Regions from separate parts of the Mus musculus genome. Here regions 1, 2, 3, 4 and 5 are each linked to region 6. Evidence: chromatin contacts called from public promoter capture Hi-C data. All regions are on one chromosome and are shown on one strand. The core of a region is the stretch at or near the end of the contact, and the rest is flanking DNA. Distances in the headings are between cores, read along the strand shown. Region 1 holds the start of Cox17 (cytochrome c oxidase assembly protein 17, copper chaperone). Region 2 holds the start of Tmem39a (transmembrane protein 39a). Region 3 holds the start of Adprh (ADP-ribosylarginine hydrolase). Region 4 holds the start of Gsk3b (glycogen synthase kinase 3 beta). Region 5 holds the start of Pla1a (phospholipase A1 member A). Region 6 holds the start of Ccdc58 (coiled-coil domain containing 58).

Region 1 (3,235 bases), core at 524-3,023, 2.3 Mb before region 6:
CATAAACATCAAAAGAGATCTGGTAGCCACGAGCAACCAAGATGAATCGTTCTTCAGAAGGTTAAGGGTCTGTGATGATAAAATCCTAAGAGTAGTCACAAGAGCCCAAATGTACTGAAACACCCCTGTAATCATGCTCGGGAAGCTAAGACAGGAGACTCCTCAGGAGGAGGCCAGCTTGGGCTACATGGCAAAACCCTGTCTCAAAAAGAATAAGAGGTTCTCCTATTACCATCCTTACCAGCAGATGAGAAGACTGGGTGTGACAGTGAGTTCCGTATAACAGCTAGCTTCCCCTTACCACCGACACCCACTGCTAAACCTTACAGAAATGCGGGACTCGTTCAACACACGTGTGAAGCAGACTTGTTAAGTACCTTGCATAAGGTCACCAACTTGGAGGGAGAAGATTCAAAGCCTGACTGTATTTCTAAGCTCTGAGTCTTGAGCCACACCAAAGTCTCCTTAAGCAGGTTACCTTGGTATTTCAAGAACCTTGGTATCAGATCGATCTTTAAATTCTCCATTTATAGGTAGTGATAATAATAACTGGTTACACTCTTATTACCTTACAATACCAAGGAATACTTTGTTTTGTGTATTTTTCTATTTTTATTTTGAGACATGGTCTCACTCGGATGTTCAGGCTAGACTTAAAACTGTTTCAGTCTCTCCGGTAATGAAATCACACCATGAGAATCCATATTTGTTTCTCCGAGTATTTTTCTGCTTTGATGGGAGAAGATGGAGATGCATAGCCACACTGAGGACTTCAGTATCTGCCCCAGAACCCAGGCTACATAAAAGGGAGGAGACCAAACAAAACCTTTTGTGACTTGATGATAAAGTCGATGAACATTAATATCACCTCTGTCCTGTAGACAAGTTTTACAATTTGTTTTTATGTGTATAGGTGTTTTGCCTGCACACCATGTGTGTGCAGTGCCCGCAATAGCTAGAAGGGGGTGTCAGATTATTCTGGGGTTGGAATTACACAAGATTGTTAACAGTCGTGTGGGTGCTGGGAATCGAAACTAGGCCCTCTGGAAGGTCAACCAGGGCTTTTATCCACTTAGCCATCTCTCCAGCTCCAGACAGGTTGACTTTTAACTTCTTGGAAAGGGTATCCCTTCAGAAATGTATCCTGTGTTCTACTATTCACACGTTTCGACCAAAAAAAAAAAAAATTACTAAAGATTACCTGAAAAATTTACACCTAGGTCTTAGTAAATCTATCACAGCTGGTGGTATAGTATTGGCTGGTAACAAATCTCCACATATTTTAAATGCCTTTAAATCAAGAAGCATCTTTACGCACTTCTATTTATCTGGGTCTTATCCCTAAGAAGACTAAAATGCAATCGTAGTAAGGAATGAAGGACGAGAACCTTGGGATCAATGTAACCTCTTGCCCTCTCCGTTGACCCCTAACTGAGACTGGGGTGCGGGATCAGGGAGCAGAGAGGACAGCGGAACTATGGGTCCCTGCATCTCCAGAGTCCCAGAGAGCAGAGTGGAGCCGAGCTGCTAAAGCCCGGGCTTCCCTCCCGGGCTACGCACTGACCACGCATCACGCGCCTTCTTGGTTTCCGGGCAGGCACAGCAGGGCTTCAGTGGCTTCTTCTCCTGAGCCTCGGGCGGGGCAGGGCTAGCGGCCGCCAGTCCCGGCATCTTTCCAGGCGAAAGCAACTATGAGCGCACACGCGCAAAGCTCCCAAACTCCGACTACCCTGAGCCGTCTGTCTCCACTTCCGCAGTCAATCGAAGGGGGACAGGAAGTCCCGCCTCTCCGGACGGAAGTAAGTCTAAGAAGCGCGTGCGCAAAAGAAGTGGTACAAGGCCTCGCTCCAAGGGCGTGGCGTCAGCGCTGGCGCAAAGGTTAAAAGGTCACCCAGAATGGTTTTTGTTTTTGTTTTGTTTTTGAGATTGTAATTTAATTACATCATTTTCCCTTTCCCTTTCCTTTCTACAAATCCTTACATATACATACCCATTCCCCACTATCCTTCAAATTCATGGCCTTTTCCTCCCTAATTGTTATTGCATGCTTATATGTATACATGCATACATATATTCCTATATGACCCATTCAGTCCAGTATAATGCTAACTGTATTCGTATTTTCAGGGCTGACCTTTTGGTACTGGACAAGCAGTAGCAGATCCGGGTTCCACCCTGGGATATTTTATGGTCTTTCTTCCTTCCTGCTTTGTAGACATTCTGCAGATACAGATACAAAGGCCCCCTACCTCCTATTTCTCTCCGGCATATATGCTAAATTTTCAGATAATATATCATGACACAGTAGTCATGAAAGAAGATAAGATTTTTTTCTACTTTCAACAACTGTGATGGGCTGTCTCTGTCTCTCTGTCTCTGTTTCTCTCTCTCTCTCTCTCTCTCTCTCTCTCTCTCTCTCTCTGTGTGTGTGTGTGTGTGTGTGTGTGTGTGTGTGTGTGTGTTTTGGATAAGTAAATGACATGGTAACTGATACTGAAAGTGTAACCCCCTCAGTAGAGCTCCATTGCTTCAAATCAACCATTCTAATTGTATTCAAGTTCACTAAGATGTACAGCATTGAGTGGCTTCCTTAAACTAGCTGTAGGTCAGGAAAAAAGTGGTTTGTAGTTATTTATTGTATGTATCTGAGTACACTGTAGCTGTCTTCAGACACACCAGAAGAGGGCATCAGATCTCATCACAGATAGTCATGAGCCACCATGTAATTGCTGGGAATTGAACTCAGAATCTCCAGAAGAGCAGCCAATACTCTTAACCAGTGAGCCATTTCTTCACACACACCCAAAAAAGTGGTTTTAATTTTAATATAAATATTTATAGACAAAGTCTCTAGCCTAAGCTGGCCTTGAATGATCTGTGGATGACCCTGAACTGATTATTAAATGTTGGAATTACAAGTGTGTGCCATCCTTTCCTGGTATATAAGGACTTCCTGCATGTTAGGCAAATAGTCTACAAACTGGGTTACATACCCTCAGCTCCTAAACTGGTTTTATTAATTGTGCAATCAGATATTTGTCATTATACCAATTAACAGAATTAAAAATGCCTTTTCCTGGCATTTCTTAAATTCAACTAGGATCAATATAATCTTCAGCATCACAGCTTCCCTGTATAGAGTTGAGCGTGAGAGGCATTTAATCTTCATAACAAACGGAGGTTCAGAAGGGCATATGATTCATTCAGAGCTACATAGCTCATGAGGTTCCATCTC
Region 2 (3,416 bases), core at 122-2,621, 2.5 Mb before region 6:
AGGAACCAGGTAATTTCCAGTGCCACCTGAAGTTGCCACCCAGGCTGATGACTGTCAACTTATTTCAAATCTGAATAATATTAAAAAAGAAAGAAAGATTGTAACTTTTTCTAGAAGTCAGTATAACAAGCAAATGTTAAAACTCAGTGAGCAGATCTTATAAAATCCAGATTGAATTTTCAAATAAATGTTCCTGTCCCTATATACTGCTTGGATCTGGGGTAAGGTCAGAGGTTTAAATTCTGAGCTCAGCTGTATTCAGCATTAAGGCAACTCCCGGCTGGTGTCTTGTCTTGCTGACTTTTTCTTAAATAAAACAAGACTACAATCTACAAGGTGGCATTCTACAAGAAACACCACAACTTACTCGATTCTAATTTGCAATTTCACATTAAAATCACTTGAAATACAGGAAATATCTCTGTCCAAAATATGAGGTTGTTATCAAGGAATCTGACTAAGATTTGCCGCAGGTTTCTGACCTTGACCAAGTCATTTAACCAGAGTTTGTTTCTTCATTTCACTCAAATGGTTGCCCGTTTCAGAAAAGCTTCTGTAAAACCGCTAAGAAATTAAATGAACGTGCAAAATTAAAGGGCTAAAGAGATCTTCAGGGGGGAGGTGGGCGGACGACGACATTATGTTTTCCTCAATTTCGGCAAACATGGTTCTGCCAACATATACCACGTATTTCCTAAATACGACTAAAAATACTCTGAAAAAAAAAATTTTTTTTTTTGCTTAACATTACTACTGTAGAGGGATCCGAGGTTCCCTAGTCCACTGTAGGCTAACAAACGCCAGGTGGGACAAAGACTCCAAACTGTTAAAGGCAAAGAAAGCTGATCCCTGCTCAATTAAAGAGAAAGTACGGTGAGGGCAAAAGGCTGGGGCGCATCAGCGTAAGATTGTTCGAGGTGGAAGGCGAGAAACCACAAACTTGACTGGACTAAACCTCCAAGACGGAATCACCTAGTGGTCTCAGGCCGGCGGCCGAAAGAGCCGAAGCACGCCAGGGCCGGCGAGATGACAAAGCAGGTTAAGTAAAACTCACGCATGGGACAGGCTGGCCACGGAGAGGGATCCCTGGGAGGAGGCGGCGGCTTCACAGCCGCGACCCCGGGCACCCAAACTCACTCCCTCCTCTAAAGCGCTCCAAAAACAGCTGCCGGGACGCAGGCAGGATCCCACTGGACAGTCGAAGAAAGCTCTCGGGTCGCTAGGTTACCAGACCCAGACCGGGAGTCCGTGCCAGAGCCAGAGCTAAAGTCAGAAGCACAGTCCGACCCCATCACCAAGACTCATCATCCTCAGCCTCCATCGCCCGGGAGCTGAGGAGACGTGGCAGCGCACAGCGATGACGTCAGCTCTGCGTCGCGCTGGCCCCCGGAAACAGGCTTGCGGCCAGCAGAGCTGGCTCGCCCTCCTCCCGGCGCACCTGCGCAGTGGGACTCTCCGGCGCCCGGGCTTTCCGGCCCATACGTGCCCGGCGGAGTTTTTCTGTTTGTTGGTTAGTTTGGTTTTTGGTTGTTTTTTTCCCCAAATTTTCCCTGGCTCCAGTCAGCTAGTGTCTAGAGAAATGCTTGGAGAAGAGAAGGGAAATTCGGAGATGCCACCTAAGATCACGTCTTTCATATGCAAACGACTGTGACAAGCACGTCGGACGCCTGCCCCTTGCAGGGACTGAATATTAAATAATGAACTAGGTAGATAATAGAAATAAAGAATGAGTTCTAGAAAAGTTAAGTCTAATAAATAAGAGAACGCAGCAACAAGCTTCAGTAATGCTGTTAAGAACAATAAATTCACAGTTAGAAGTATATCTGAGCAGAGCAGTGGTGGCGCACGCCTTTAATCCCAGCACTTGGGAGGCAGAGGCAGGTGGATTTCTGAGTTCGAGGCCAGCATGGTCTACAGAGTGAGTTCCAGGACAGCCAGGGCTACACAGAGAAACCTTGTGTCAAAAAAAAAAAAAAAAACGAAACAAAACTACATCTGAGGTCCAGGGATGGCACTAGTGCCAATACTGTAAAGGGTCTGAAGCTCCAAAGATGAGTAAGCTGTTTTCCGAGGACAGTACGTGGTAAATAAAAAGATATGGAGTCTCAATTGTACAGCTTACTTTACCATGCTGAGTTCAATCCCTAGCCTTCACCCTACCCCCCCCCCCAAAAAAAAGATAGGCAGCCCAATGTTGCCCAGAACTGTCAGTAGTTTGATATCAAAATGAAGCAAGCCTGATAGGGCTGGAGAGTTGGCTCAGCAGTTAAAGAGCACTGAATGGTCCTGAGTTCAATTCCCAGAAATCACATGGTGGCTCACAACCATCTGTAATGGGACTTGATGCCCTCATCTGGTGTGTCTGAAGACAGCTACAGTGCACTCACATATATAAAATAAATAAATCTTTAAAGTAGAAAAAGGTAAAATAAAGAAGAATAAGCCTGGTGTGCCGGTGGAGGCCAGGGGGATGCAAATTATAACTACATTGAGATGCCATCTCACCTCAGTCAGATTTGCTATCATCAAGAAAAAAGATAAATAGATATAAATAAATCAAAATGTTGGCTAGGATGGAGAGGAGAAGGATCCTTACTCACAGTTGGTGTCAGTATAGAAAGGTGTAACCACTGTGGCCTTCATGATGGAGGTGTTTGAAAATGAAAACAAACAAAAATCACAATGACAGGACCTGGCTGTACCAGTCCTGACCATATGCACCCAAAGATAGTTGCACATCCATGTTTACTACCGTTTCATTCACAACAGCAAGGAAATTGAGTCAGTCTACATGTGCATCTTCAGATGGGTGGATCATTAAAAAACCCACGATGGTTTTTACTAAGCTTTAAAGAAAAATGATGATAGAACTGGAAAATATTATATCAAGTAAGGCAACAAGTTTGAAAAGAGAAATGCCACGTGTTCCCTCACATATGCATATTGTTTATGTGTGGGGGGTGGGGTGGGGGGGCATGTGAATGCCAGGCCAAGAGTGTGGAGGTCATAGGACAACCTTGGGTACTTTCCACCTAGTCTGAGACAGTTCTCCTTGTTATTGGTTGTTTCGTATGACAGGCTATGTGGCCTTTGAGCTTCTGGGGAGTCTCCTGCCTCTGCCTCCCATCCTCCCACAGGCCTGCTAGAATCAGATGTCTACTACCACATCCAACTTGGCATAGCTCCTGGAGGACTCCTGGCCTCACGTTTGCATCACAAGCACTTTACACACAGCCTCTCCCCAATTGTGCATCTTGAATTGTATACCTGTGTGTTTGTGTAGAAAAGAGTATGGATACCAATCAGGGAACTAGAACTCGACCCAGAGAATGAGAAATGAGGCTTTAAGGAAGCAGCAGGTGAGGGCGGGTGAGATGGCTCAGTGGTCAAAAGCACTGACTGCTCTTCCAGAGTTC
Region 3 (3,357 bases), core at 809-3,308, 2.4 Mb before region 6:
TATTTTTAAGGACATGTGCATTCTACTTTTGCCATTGTGTCGAGGTAGAGTCTCCTTCTGTACCTCTAAGGCTGTCAGTTAGCAGAATTCTCTTTTTCCAGGGGGAGGGGAGTCCTCTCTCTTAAGATCTTTAAGTGATTCAATGAGGCCTGCCCACATTATGGAGGATAATCCACTGTACCTCATGTTTATTGATATAAAAGCTAATCTCGGCTGTAAAATACCTTCCCATCTGGAGGAAGATTTGAACAATCTGGGTGCTGTGGTCCAGCCAAGAGGACATACAGTTAGCTGCTCAGATATCATCTTAGTCTTCCTGAATGGACCACATAGCAGCTGCTTTTGGCTTTCCACGTCTCCGTCCCTGGCTTTCCAGTTTCCGCACTCTCTGCGTTTATTATTCTGAGGAGTTTTCTGGTCTATCCTGTGCTCTGTTCTCCTTTGGCCCTTGCTGCTGTTCCACTGTTAGTCTCTGTTAGAGAGTCCAACCCACCCTGCATATGAACTACTTCCTGTCAGTGTGCAGGGGTGCTAGTGCACGGTCCCTAAGCTTTATCAGTCAGAACACTCATAGTGTTACAGTGTCATCCGCACTCAACACATTTGGGTCTATGCAGTGTCAAAGCTGTCTTGGACTGTTCTGTTTTCTGATCCTCAGTGAATCTTTTCTCTTTTAAAACAGTTTTAACCGCGATCTGGTGAGAGAGCAGCTGGACCCCAGGGCCTCACCCTTTTTATTGTATCAAACTAGAAGTTGGCTTATTGTGGAAGTGTTAATGTTTGTGGACATTTGGAGTCACATTAGTAGTTGATAAAGCCAGTTTTTAAGAAAGGATATAAAATTCTATTTAAAAAATGACCCCATTGTTTTAAAATCATATGCATACCATAAAGACTGATATATGTATCAGGGGTAACATCTAGTTTCTATTTTTCTCTAAAATATCTTTAGATATAATATAGAAAAAATATTCTAAAAGATATAAACTAGGTGTGGTGTTGTAAGACTGAAATTCTAGCATTCTAAAGGTAGAGGCAGGAGGATCACGAGTTTGAGACCAGCCTAGTCTCAAAAAATAAATCAAAATTTAATTTTCCTTCATTCCTCTCTTTACTCGGAAAGCTTCTTGTTCCTCTTCTAATTATTTGCAATTTGATGCTTACCCTTCCAAGCAACACACACACATTTATTAAATATATTAACTTTCCTATGACTTATCAATTTATTTTTGCTTAATAAAAGTCCCTAAACTCCACGTGAACACCTCCTTTATTATTGTGATTAATAGATTTATTTACACAAGAATAGAGTCACCAACGCCAAAATTAATAGATGTTAAATGTTCAGTTCAAGTTTCCTTCCCAGATAAGTCTTTCCTTTTTTTCTGTTTTGAAGACATAGAAGAGGGGATGTGAGTTCTTGGGAGTAGGTCTGAAATTTTTGAGCAGACATGTTCTGATCTTAAGTCTAAGGAGTCAAAGCAGGATCTTTGATGTGCGTCAGGGTCACTGTATAGAAGCAGATACTCCATTTAAGCACAAGGCCCGATTTGTGCCTTTCCGGAGACGAGGCTGTACCGAGCTGGGTCGAGGGTACGGGGGAGTGTTCACTGGCACACGTTTATTCTCGGAACCTGACATCTGGGCTCAACGCCGCCATTGCCACCTTAGGGTTTTAACAAATCCAGAGTCATAATTTAGGGGAAAGAACCTTAAGAGTTCCCCTCTAAGCTCCCGTTTGAAACCCTTCTGTGGAGAGCACGCAGAACCACGGCTGAACGGACTAGGGTTAGAATCGGTGAGCCCAAGCCGCTCTGGGCGGTGGGTACCAGGCTCTGGGAGTCCAACGGTCCGCGGGGCAGAACCCTGGCAGGGCAGAACCCTGGCAGGGCGAGCACGAGGCTGGCCGGACACCACTCCACTCGGCCCACACGCAGCGCGGAGCGGTTCCCGAGCTGATGCGCAAGGCTTGGGCGCCCCCAGCACCGCCCCTTCCTCCTTCCGTCCAGTGCGGAGGACGCGGGAGGACGCAGCTCCGCCGGAAGCCGCTGTGCGCCAGCGACCCGCCCGGCCCGCGGCTCCGCCCCTGTTCGGCTTTTGGCTTGGGTGCCCACAGCAGGACTCCTGCGCCCGGTACCCCGCCTCCAGCTCGGGCAATCCTGCCCTCGGCTCTGGACCACCCCGATCCCGCCCCACGCTCTCAGCTCCGCCTCAGCAGGTACAGCCAGGAGTCCCCGAGCCACTCTCCTCTTACTGACCTTAGTACCCGCTCGGTCCCGCTCTCACCTCCAGACTGGTGCTAGGCCAGTGTCCTCAAAGTGGCCACCAAGACTTTCCTGAGTGCATCGCGGCCTCCCCTCCCCTCATCCCCTCTCCCTATTCCTCTTTCTACCCAGGCCAGGAAACCAATGGGAAATCCCGAAGTGTACTTCGGCTTTGATTGTATAGTTTGATGGCTTTGTCACCTGTGCCCGTTTAGAGTGGGTTAAGGAATAATGACTTCTGAAGGGTGGGTCTGGGCCAGGATGGATGCATGTGCCAAGGTGAAAAGGAATTTCAAAGAGAAAAGATACTGGCTACTTCCTCCGTAGGTTCCCACACTCTTCCATGGAGAGCTCAAAAAGGGAACCTGGAGCATTGGGAGGAGAAGGTGGGGGCGTTAGTCCTTAGTTCTCAGAGGTTAACAAAGCTAGGGCTTCGAAAACCTGGGCCAAAACAGGACCTCGGAGAACGAGGCCTTCCTCCCCCACAGATGGGAAACAGATGGGAAACTCCAGCGTGAGAGGATTGTTAGTGGTCACAGAGCTAACACAAGAGACTACAGAACTCTAGTTCCTAGCCGTTATTTATACATAAAACACACACACACAACACCACACACACACAACACACACACACACACACACACACACACACACACACATGTAATCAGGATCAAGCATGGAAAAGCCAGATCTTTACCCTTAACTGCTTCTCCAGGTCTCTGCTGGCCTGTGCCCTAGACCTGAGCAGTGTGACTAGATGGATGGTGGAGGTACCTGGGCTTGAACTAAACCTAAAATGGCGGTTAGAGGAAGAAAGACAGGTGGATGGGAAGAGCTTGGGCTGAGGGCAGGGGTGAGCTAGGTCTTTTTGCCCCTAAGAGTGTTTGCCCCTGTTCATGGGGAGGCTGGGTGCGTGGAGGGGGCAGACAGTGGAACACTGAATCACCACACGGAATGGGTGTCATGGAGCCCTGGCCTGAGTAGAGTAGAAAATGTGTACACCGGGAAGCCAGGGCTTTAGCAAGGATTTCATTTGTGGTGGGAATAGCATTTGCAGCCCGGCACTATAGAACTTTTACCATATAGAAGACAG
Region 4 (3,178 bases), core at 145-2,644, 2.0 Mb before region 6:
CTTGGCTTTTCACTCCTTTTGTATAGCTATTTAAGAAGAAGGAAAAAAAAAAGGAGCTATGTATTTCTTCAAGACAGATCGGTACGGATATTTAACACATAGATGATTTAGAGCTGGGAGAAAAATACAATTCTTTCACCTCCCTTTCCTGGAAGAGGAGAAAAAGGGTGGAGTGGAATCCTTAAAAATATATATATATCACGTGAACGAGGGCAAATACTTGATTGAAAATAAGTACTCTGAGTATTATATTTTTCCTCGGGGATTTTTTTCCGAGTCAATGAAGAAGGGAAGCGGCGGAAGGATCACGAGCCTCACGCTTGAAGAGAAGGGGGATGGGAAGGAGGGAGGAGATGGCTCGGAGATGCGACGGCAAACGCTGCGGCTCCGGCAGCAGCGGGATCCGGCGGTCTGACGGCGGCGGCGGCCGGGTGAACCGGAGGGCAGCGCAGTCGCGAGTCAGCGGCGGGCGGTGGCGGCGGCTCCTCTCCTCATTGCGCCAGGAGCAGCTGCAGGCGGTGGCTGGATCCAGCGGCCATGGCGGCAGCGGCGGCGGAGGCAGCTCCCTTCAGACCCCAGGCAGCGGCTCCCTGACTGCTCCCCATACGCCGGGGACATGGGAACCAGGCAACCGCTTCCGTCCCTCGGGGTCCCCTCCCCCGTCCGTGGCCCCGGCACGGCCGGCCTCCGCCCCTCGCCTTTGCTCAGCGGCTGCTCGGGAAGTGTCCGCGCTGTGCCCGGAGCCCGAAGCCCTGTCAGCGGCTGCAAGGCCGGCTCCTCCTTGCTGCCTTCCTTCCTTTGTCACTCGGCCCAGGCGGCGGCGACGGCGGCGACACAAGCCCGCATTCGGCCGGGTCGGGGGCTGCTCTGTGCGAGGCGCGCCGTCTGCGCAGCCGCCTAGCCCTTCCCCACTCCCCCTCCCCCTTCCTACTCGTCCTCCGCCTCCTTCCTCCCCCACCCAGCCCTTACACCGCCCAGCGCCCCGCCGCCCGCGTTACAGGCGTCTGGGAATCGCTCGCCGAGCCCGCGCCCGCCAGCTTCGGCTGTAGAGCCGAAACCCAAGCCGGAACCAATCAGAGACGTCGCTTGCTTGCAGCTCCTGCCGGAAAAAGCCGAGCGACCTGGATAACCAATGAGGAGACGCCGCTGGGAGACCACGCCCCAGCAACGAGGAATGCCGAAGGTAGCCGAACAGAAGGGAAGAGGGTTCTCCTTGTCCTGTGGCTGGCTAGAGAGAAGAGTCGACAATAGCGACAGTGGCCAATCAGAGCTGTTGGCCCTCAGGGAAAAGCCTCAAGAGTTAAGGACGGCGAAACTCCCGAGTCGCGGGAGGAACTGCACGGCTGGGCGCCGCGCCCGTTTCCTCATTGGCTGGACAACTCCGCTGGGCGTGTACCTTTCTCGGTGATTGGTGAAGGGAAGGGGGCTTCCGAGGACATCGGGCCAGTCAGAGCCTCCCCTCCCTCTTTGAGGCGGGGAGAAGAAGAAAGCGGAGGGAGGGCACCTATAAAGTGCCATCTCATTGGTCTGCAGCGTCGAGCTGGAGCGCGGGGGGAGGGGAGCTTCGAAAGGGAGAAGGAGGGTGCAGGAGCCCGTGGCGGCGGCCAATAGGCGCTCACTGCTGTGCAATCGCAAGACCTAGCTGCAGTGGGATTGGCCTCGGGTGGTCCCTAAGCGGGCGGACGGGATGAGTGGTCGGCCTGCATCTGCTTTCCGAGCCGACGCTCGTGCTGGCTGTGCAGCCCGGTCCGACAATGCTGCGGTCGGAGGGTCGGGCCCCGAGCGCTCTAGTGGGGCGTGAGGCCGTCCCCATTCCCGGGAGCTCCGCGGGGCGCGGCTTACCAAGTGCGCCCGAGGCTCCCCACCGCGCGTGCTGAGCCTATGAGAACGTCTATTCTCTGAAAGACGTAGGGCGCCGTGGCCGGGGCCGAACCCTCTAGCGCTTAAATGGGAACAAAGCTTCCAGAGAAGGAGAGCCTCTGGGCAGCCGCGCCCGCCCATCGCGGGGGGCCGCTGATCTCGTGGGGGGGGGGGGGGGAGCCCTTTGCAGCAGGCGCACAAGGCCAGACCAGGCCTTCTGGAAACGCCCCCGAGAGATGAGCTCATGCTAGATGAGCGCGGTCCATGGGCGCGACTGTCCAGCGCAAAAGCAGCCCCGAAAACAGGTGAGGGGAAATGTGGTCAGGACAGTACCTCGAATCCTAGGAGGAAGCTCAAGTCAGAATTGCTCGCAGCAGTTTTTAGTGTTATTGGATGATCAGCACACTGCTGCCTAAGTAGGTTTCACATGTAGTCCAGCGTCCATTGTTCTACAAAGGAGACCATTGCCTTGGTCCATCCGAGAGCTGTGTGGCGTGGCTACTACGACTAGAGTAAGTTAGAGTGGACACTGGCAATCCTGACTGTAATCCCGTGATACTTGTAATACCCACCCGCATAGTCATCTCTTTCTGTTGAGATGCTATCTCCAGAAAGCACATGTAAAAGTACACGTACTTGATCAGATTGCTTAGCTATTGCTTTAAAATCTGATGAGGGACTTGGGACAGAACAAAGTAAGCTTTGAAGGGAGCCAGTAAAGGTCTGGATAGTGTTTGCAGACTCAGATGTCTGTAGAGGCCTGGCAAATAAAGCGAATGACACCGGCCTGGTGGAAGACAATAGGAATGTTAGATGATGTGGAAACGGGAGTTCCATCCATGCCCTTAAGGGGGTCCACCATTAAAATAATCGTATTCTCCTTTTTTTTTTTTTTTAATTACCAAAACCATAACGTTGAAGTTTTATGTGTGATCTCTAAATCTGACGTGTTGGCAACCGATATGCCGAAACCACGTAGACCAACAAAGTAAAAAATCCCAGGAAAATGTGCCCGACAGGCAGCCAATTTGTAATCTCATTCCTTATCGGAGACTTTATGCCTCAAGTGCAGAAGAGACTCTTGTTCTTCACAATTAAAATCGTCTATAAGGTAGCCCGATGCCATGGGGGAGGGTAAAGAATCTTAAAAGCAGCCGCCTTGCTTGGCAACTTTGTCATTTGAATGGTGCCTCTCCATGCTATTATGAAAGACCTTTGCCACTGTTCCTAAACTGCTGTGGTGCAGAACTTTAAATCCTCCCTACCTAATTATACCAGCAGGAAGGTAAATAACAAGGGTTTAGTTTGCAGAAACTGG
Region 5 (3,312 bases), core at 136-2,635, 2.4 Mb before region 6:
ACTAAACAGGACTTAAAAGAGCGAAACACCAAGCTTGGGGCCTGCATGCATCTGCACCAGGCCCTCTGCATATACATACGTCATGGCCGTCAGCTTGGTGCTTTTGTGGGACTCCTAACACTGGATCTGTGACTCATTTGCCTGTCCTTGAGACTCTTTCCCTTATTTTGGGTTGCTTTGTCTAGCCTCGATATGAGGGCTTTTTGCTTTGTCTTATTGTCATCTTGCTTTGCTCCATTTGGCTGTCATCTCTTAGAGGCCTTCTGAAGAGGAAAGAGATGGGGAGTAGATCTCAGGGAACGAGCATGTGGGGAAGAGCTGGGGGGAGTGGAGGGAGGAAAAAATGGTCAGGAATTATTGCATAAGAATCTACAATAAAAATAAATAAAAAAAAAACAACAAATGAAAATGGTGGCTTTCTATGGACTCTGGAACTGGAAGGAAGAGACAACAGTGGGTAGGAGATTCATTCTTCACCATAAATTTTCATACATTTCAAATTTTACTTCGTGTGTGTGTGTGTGTGTGTGTGTGTATGTGTGTGGCAGAGATCCATGTCTGCTGACTTCTACTATCTTTCAAGACAGAGTCTGTCACTGAACCAGGTACTCACAATTGCTAGGCTGCCCATGGATACACCCAGGGCAGTGGCTCTGTTCTGGTATAACCTGTCCAGCTCTAACCCCCTACCCGGTATCACCTTTGTACGCTCTGGATGTTCCCGGACAGGGCTGGAAAGCATGTGTGCCAACAGCACTCCTTCACAAAGCTACTCTTCCGAAAGATGATGCTTGCCTGCTTCCGGCTCTCCGCCTTGTAATGGTGTGCTCCTGTTGCAGGAACACTGACCCAGGAAGGGCCCTGCCCTGCTCTAGCCTGCAAAAATATCAGATTCTGTGGTCTCCACTACCCCTGGAGTGAGGTGGCAGCACGAGAGGACAGACTCCCTGGCTCCAAACCCAGGCTAGACCACATCCATCAATAGTGTTCCCACGTCACTCACATCTCCTGCTCTTGGTTCTTTACCTGTGAGCTCAGGCATCAAGATGTCTCTTCTCTTGGGTTGGACTTGACTTCCTAACCTCGAGAGGCTGTGGAAGGCAGCAGTACTTTGCAGAAGCAAATTGGATCTCCCTTTACTCTGTCCCATAAACGTACCCATACGTGTGTCATTGGCTGCACACCGGGTGAGGTTCCCTAGGGATCCAAAAGTGAAAGAGCTTTCCAGCCTCCAGCTGCTCAGTATCCCAGGGACAAATATGTCCACAGAAATTCCATTACGGTGAGAGTTTTGTAACCACTGGGAGATGAAAGGCTGCCTTGGGCCATCACTGAGATTTCATAATGGGAAAAAGTCACTTCCTGATCTTCTTTGGTGCAGAGAGGAAGAACGGTATGTTTCAATGTCCCCTGCTTAAAAAAAAAAAAGTGGGAAGGTTGGCTCATTTTCATTGAGAAGAGGAAACTGAAAACTCCAGAGGTTAAACAAATAGGAAGGTTTATTTATTTATTTATTTATTTTACAAGCCACAGAGCCAGTTAATGATTCCTAAGTCCCAAGTGGGTGTTACATGTTTGCTTGAAGGCTGGGCCATGTGACATCCCAGGCTTGGGGACTCTCCTTCATTCTGGCTCCAGGACTCCAGCTCCACGATGCGTCCTGGCCTCTGGGAGACATGCTTCTGGTTGTGGGGACCACTTTTATGGCTCAGCATTGGAAGTTCAGGTAAGCCAAGGGCTTGGGTGGAACCTTATTTCTTAAACTGTCCTCTTACACAGCACTGACTTTGGAAGGTCCCCTAAAAGTTCTTTATCTCTGGCGGCGATTTTAAAAGAAAGGGGAAAACCCTCTTATCATAACGGGAATTAGTGGTGAGACCAGTGCCTTCTTGGGACACCAAAACTGAACTTCCCCCATCTCCTGACTCATTTTTCTAAAATCCGAATTATAACCCTTTTCACCTTGTTCAAGCCAAAGTGACTGTAACAAAAATTACCTTTGACTAACTCTCAATATTAATTTTCATCCTACTAACGGCTACTGTTTTCTATGTAGTTACTTTTTAAATTTTTTTTTTCAAGACAGGGTTTCTCTGTATAGCCCTGGCTGTCCTGGAACTCACTCTGTAGACCAGGCTGGCCTCAAACTCAGAAATCCACCTGCCTCTGCCTCCCAAGTGCTGGGATTAAAGGCGTGCGCCACCACACCCGGCTGTAGTTACTTTTAAGTTTGCCAAACTAACTTTTGGGAAAGTTCAAGAACATTTTTGTCATACACACACACACACTCGCACACATGCACTCACATATGTATGCACACACACACCTCACAGGCCTGCACACAGGCAGAACAATCAGAAGGGTCTCGTGTCTCCACCTCCCAACCACAGACTGCTTTTCTGTCCTCCCCTAAGAGGGTTCCCATCTCTCAGCTTCTGAACGCCCACCGGGACTTGCTCAGACAGCGCTATTTCTAGCCTTTGCCTCTTGGGAGGGGTCTTTCCTCAAAGCAATTCACTGCCCTGCTCAGCATTTCCAAATGTGTTCCAAAGTCCGGATCACACAGATCTATTCTCTCCTTACACCCTAGGCAGCTTTTCCTCGGCTTCCTGTGGGGTTTTTGTCTCCCTTGGTTGTTTGTTCCTATAAGGGGTGGGTCTGGGGCTCCAGTCTCTTGCGTACATTTAGTCCATGTAGGACAGGCTTAGTGAATGGTACTGCACCCCTGCCCAGTGAGCAGCAATGAACTGGGGGAGTACACGCTGAGCCGGCAGACATGGATTAAGTATATCTATCTGTCTTTGTGTTTAGAACTTTGAGGAAGTGACTTTTCTTTATCTGTCCTTGGAGACTGTCCTTACCAAATTGGGATGCTGTCAAGGACTACAGGAAGTGCGTGCACAAACTGGACCTGTAACAGTCGCTTATATTCGGGTGATTGTATTTATTATTAGTGAATAGTTGATGGGAGAAAGGGGGAAAGAACTGTCACAAGCCACTTTAGGAAAAAGATAAGACATATCCCAGATGCTCCTAGGGGAACTTCGGGTGCTGTTGGGAGAGGTGGTTCAGCAGGCTCCTCTGTTGCTTCACAGCAGCTCTGCCCCTGATGGGGGGTGGGGGGAAGGTGTTCCCTGCCAGGCCCAAATTGAAATGTCAGGGTGGGAAGACTGGAAGAGAATTGTCCCCACACTTTCTTTGCAACCTTGCCTGGCAGCAAGCTCACAGTTCCAGACACAGACGGAAGATCAGAAGCCTTGAGTTAGGTTATTGGGTTGGGGTTAGGATAAGGACTGATCAGTTCTAAGTGTG
Region 6 (3,533 bases), core at 855-3,354:
AACTTTTGAAAATAAAAGGATCAATTTTGATGTTGACATAAGTCTGCCTTAAGAATATGTCCATGAAACTAGGAGGAGCATTTGTAAATACCTGTGCCCTGCATCATATGCAAAATATAACCCTCCAAATAGTAAACAAGTCCGGAACTTCATTCAATTTGCATGCAGCATATTTAAAAGCACTCATTTGTTTCAAGTGACTTTAAAAACCCTTTTTTTTGTTTGTTTGTTTGGTTGGTTGGTTGGTTTGTTTGGTTTTCTTGGTTAGGATACCTACATACAAAGTGATCTAACAACTCTTGAGAATATTAATTTTGTTTAGTAATTTGTGAGAATTCCAGTCAACCATGTTTTTCATAATTTTACCAAATTCATCTAAATGTAAATGCCATAGTAATGTTTTACATTGTTACAGTACCTTCATGTATGTTCTGGTTCTATCTGTGAAGGAGTGGGAACAAAAATTAATGCCTATTTACAAAATTAAAACATATGCTAAGACTGGTTCTGGGTAAACAAATCTTTTGATTTTTTTTTTTTTTAAACTCACAGATTCATTAGGTCTTTTGGCCAAGGGGCTGGAGAGATGATGGTTCAGTGGATAAGAGTATCTGTCTGTTCTTGCAGAGGACTCAGGTTCAATTCCTAGCACCCATATGGCAACTTGCAAAAGTTTGTAACTTCAGTCCTAAGAGATACAATGCCCTCTTTTGGCCTCTGCAGCTAATGCACAGATGTGGTGCACAGAAATACATGCCCACAAAACACCGATGCCCATAAAAATAAATGTTAAAAAAATACTTTTGGCCTAATTATTTACCAAATAAATCAATTTGGTGAGGTTATCTTCAAGAATACCACTACCTACAAGCTACTCAAAGTATTACGGTTACTACAGATAGGGAAATGACATGTTTAACAAATTTTACTATCTCTACTTAAAATACACTTTTAAAGGTCATGTTTTTTTGTTTTTTTGTTTTTTTGTTTAGCTTCAACTCTAATTTAATAGCAGAACCATCATTGTGAATTGATCAACATCCGGATCGTTATTCTTGAATTCTTGGTTAACTATTCAACCTTTGAAATTTTTAGTACCAAAAAAGACACATATTTGACTTAAGTGTTACACCTTCTCTCGGGATCAAGAAGGCGATAGCACAGACCAAGTATTTGACTTAACCCTCCCCCAAGCTTCCAAATATTCATTGTATCGCACCACACACATAAAAAGGCACTATGCCAAATACTTTATCAAGTACACAAGGTCTCTTTCACTTTTTCTCTCCCACAAAATCTCAACTTAGAAGTAGGGGAGTTTTGGTAGAAGCTGGGAATGAAGTTCGGAGAACTACTGAACTATTAACTATCCCTACCCACAGCTTCAGAGCTCGGCCTGACCGCTCCAGAATGACCCGGTGAGCCTCCGGCACCTCCTACGCTGAGCACCTCCGCTTTCCAAGGCCACCCCCAGCCCCCATGACCTCCAAAGGCTCCCCTATAAAAAGCTCTGAGCAACTTGCTTTTCCTACAGTTTGTCTATCCTCCCTTCCCGGACCAAAGCACCGACTGGGACGTGGGGACAAAAGGCTGGACAAGCTTGCCACGTGTGGAAAACCTCATCACCTGGAACTCGGCGAACTCTTCACAGTTCACACTGCCACTGGGCGCCGCCATATTGAACGAACACGAGGACCCCCGCAGCCGACCAATCACCGTGGAGCAGAGGTGTCCGCGGTGCTGCCTGACAGCAAATACCGTGAGCCCGGGCGGTTGCCTTTCCTCTCGCTAAGCCTAGAGCATCGGGTTGCTAATGAGGGATGAGCCCCTCGAAGAAGCGTCGAGAAACTAACGGCGTTTGGGGAGGTGAGGGTGGGCAAGCGGTGAGAATGACTAGATGTTTTTAAAAACATAGCTAAGTGGAAAGCAGGCTTCCTTCGGGCATTCCCGAAGCCCGGACGCCATAGGGCCCTGGTCCCGAGTCCCTCCGCGTGTGTGACTCGCTTGCACAGTCCTAAAACACTACTCAGCGCTTCGCAGTTGGCAGACATCGCCCTCCCTCCTCCGCCTTCATCATGCCCGGGCAGGCAGGGCGTTTGGCCGCATCCTCCGCTCGTCGCGCACGTCCCGCACGCCCGCTGCGTCACGCCGGCACGCCCCGCCCACCCCGCCAGCGCCCTCCCCACGCGGGCCCTTGGTGACATTGAGCGCCAGCGCCGCGGCCGCCGTGGGGTGCTGTGCGTCGGCGGAGCGGGTGGCCATGTGGAGCCTCGGCGGCCTGCGCCTGGCGGCTGGTGAGACGCGGGTCTGCGGGCGGCAGGAGGGGGCATCGCCGGTGGGGGTGTCCTGCTTACTGCAACCGTGTGAGGACCGCAGCGCCTTAGCAGACGCGGGGGGCTGGCCGAGACCCTGGTATCTGGCGCTCATTCACGCAGCTCCCATCTTAAGTTAGTGCCTTGATGCCTCCACCTGGTCCCCATCCTCCTGTGAGCTCCTATTAAGAGTTATCCACGGAAGTAATGCTTTCCACCCTGACTTTCTCCTATCCGTTATTCTACTTGTGCCTTCCTACTTGTCCCTCCCTCTTTAGGTGAGGGACTCAAAGATCTCACAGAATACGAGTAATTGTTGCCTTAAGTTGTGGGTGGTAGTACATACTTTTAAACAATAGTGCGGTAAGTGCCGGGACTCTCTTAGGGGAAAGTGTTATGCTAATAACGTAAGGTCTATAGCCTGTTTTCTCAGTAAACATTGGAGCGGTTGAGTGTTTTGGAGTCTGGTAACGTGAACGTATCCCGCCTCGGGGAAATCTAGAGAGCCTTGAATTATCAAGTTGAGAAATCAGAGAGTTTGCAGCTTGTATCTTGAGGGTCTTTAGAGGGTAGCTTACCTTTTGATCATCTTTATGAACTTTCATGATCTATCCTTTGTTCCATGGCATCAAATTACTACAGAGTTGTTAAATTTTTAGAGAAAGAATAGCTCCACGTTTTGTTATTGGAGTAATGTATATTGTAAATGTAATTGAAGCAATGCAAAAAAAAAAAAATAGTACATGGAGAATAGTTGCGTAAAGAGTAGCCGGTGAAGAGGTTAGATTTTACCGACTGAAAGACCTTTCAATGGGTCAGCATTGCTTACACCCTTAAAAACTCACACCCACTCTGCTCTAGAAAGAAAACGGAGAAAGAGAAAAAGCACTCATTCTTTTACTGGTTTTGATTTGTATCAGTTAAGATCTAATCATCTAAAATCTCGATGTGCATGTTTATTAAGTATTACAAAGTTTTCAAAAGAGCAAGCAAAAGAATCAGCAACCTGTGAGTTATGTGAAAGTCACTTAAACACTGGCAGTAGTTACTTTTCTAGACTGTAGCACACGTCATGGAAAGCTAAAGTGTCTTGGAAGATTTCTGATGTTTTGGAACTTCTCTGCTGGGCCTCTAACCAAGACAGACTTCCTTGCACAATTTAACAACAATTTTACTTCCGATGGGGAATGTTTTAATAGCACACCAAGGATGTTATGGGCA

Evidence for each region. Promoter capture Hi-C pulls out the DNA fragments that hold promoters and counts their contacts. Capture Hi-C pulls out chosen DNA fragments and counts their contacts.
Region 1: a contact with region 6 is called in a promoter capture Hi-C map of liver, with 5 times the contacts expected there. The contact joins the promoter of Cox17 here to the promoter of Ccdc58 in region 6. A contact is called at or near these places in 1 of 39 promoter capture datasets (pre-B cells), 1 of 484 Hi-C or Micro-C datasets (CD4 T cells) and 1 of 9 other capture datasets (liver).
Region 2: a contact with region 6 is called in a promoter capture Hi-C map of pre-B cells, with 10 times the contacts expected there. The contact joins the promoter of Tmem39a here to the promoter of Ccdc58 in region 6. A contact is called at or near these places in 3 of 39 promoter capture datasets (cranial neural crest, liver and pre-B cells), 1 of 484 Hi-C or Micro-C datasets (pre-B cells), 1 of 115 datasets of contacts at active chromatin or transcription factors (astrocytes) and 1 of 9 other capture datasets (liver).
Region 3: a promoter capture Hi-C map of liver shows a contact between it and region 6, with 2.7 times the contacts expected there. The contact joins the promoter of Adprh here to the promoter of Ccdc58 in region 6. A contact is called at or near these places in 5 of 39 promoter capture datasets (3T3-L1-derived adipocytes, the C10 cell line, liver and 1 more).
Region 4: a promoter capture Hi-C map of pre-B cells shows a contact between it and region 6, with 4 times the contacts expected there. The contact joins the promoter of Gsk3b here to the promoter of Ccdc58 in region 6. A contact is called at or near these places in 3 of 39 promoter capture datasets (the C10 cell line, liver and pre-B cells) and 1 of 9 other capture datasets (adipose tissue).
Region 5: a promoter capture Hi-C map of liver shows a contact between it and region 6, with 3 times the contacts expected there. The contact joins the promoter of Pla1a here to the promoter of Ccdc58 in region 6. A contact is called at or near these places in 1 of 39 promoter capture datasets (liver) and 1 of 9 other capture datasets (adipose tissue).

The regions. Positions count from the first base shown.
Region 1 is chr16:38,345,537-38,348,771 of GRCm38.p6, reverse strand. Cox17 (cytochrome c oxidase assembly protein 17, copper chaperone) reads right to left here and starts at 1,773. Exons shown (of 3, transcript NM_001017429.2): 1 at 1,565-1,773. The coding sequence starts at 1,671.
Region 2 is chr16:38,560,769-38,564,184 of GRCm38.p6, reverse strand. It overlaps Tmem39a (transmembrane protein 39a), which reads right to left and starts at 1,371. Exons shown (of 9, transcript NM_026407.3): 1 at 1,055-1,371; 2 at 1-70.
Region 3 is chr16:38,451,390-38,454,746 of GRCm38.p6, reverse strand. Adprh (ADP-ribosylarginine hydrolase) reads left to right here and starts at 2,058. Exons shown (of 4, transcript NM_007414.3): 1 at 2,058-2,218.
Region 4 is chr16:38,087,217-38,090,394 of GRCm38.p6, reverse strand. Gsk3b (glycogen synthase kinase 3 beta) reads right to left here and starts at 1,394. Exons shown (of 11, transcript NM_019827.7): 1 at 1-1,394. BC031361 (cDNA sequence BC031361) reads left to right here and starts at 1,135. Exons shown (of 1, transcript NR_033221.1): 1 at 1,135-3,178.
Region 5 is chr16:38,431,218-38,434,529 of GRCm38.p6, reverse strand. It overlaps Pla1a (phospholipase A1 member A), which reads left to right and starts at 1,385. Exons shown (of 11, transcript NM_134102.4): 1 at 1,385-1,726. The coding sequence starts at 1,654. It overlaps Gm36333 (a long non-coding RNA gene), which reads right to left and starts at 1,314. Exons shown (of 2, transcript XR_384843.4): 1 at 1,027-1,314.
Region 6 is chr16:36,070,231-36,073,763 of GRCm38.p6, reverse strand. Ccdc58 (coiled-coil domain containing 58) reads right to left here and starts at 2,104. Exons shown (of 5, transcript NM_198645.2): 1 at 1,627-2,104. The coding sequence starts at 1,677. It overlaps Fam162a (family with sequence similarity 162, member A), which reads left to right and starts at 2,203. Exons shown (of 5, transcript NM_027342.2): 1 at 2,203-2,294. The coding sequence starts at 2,261.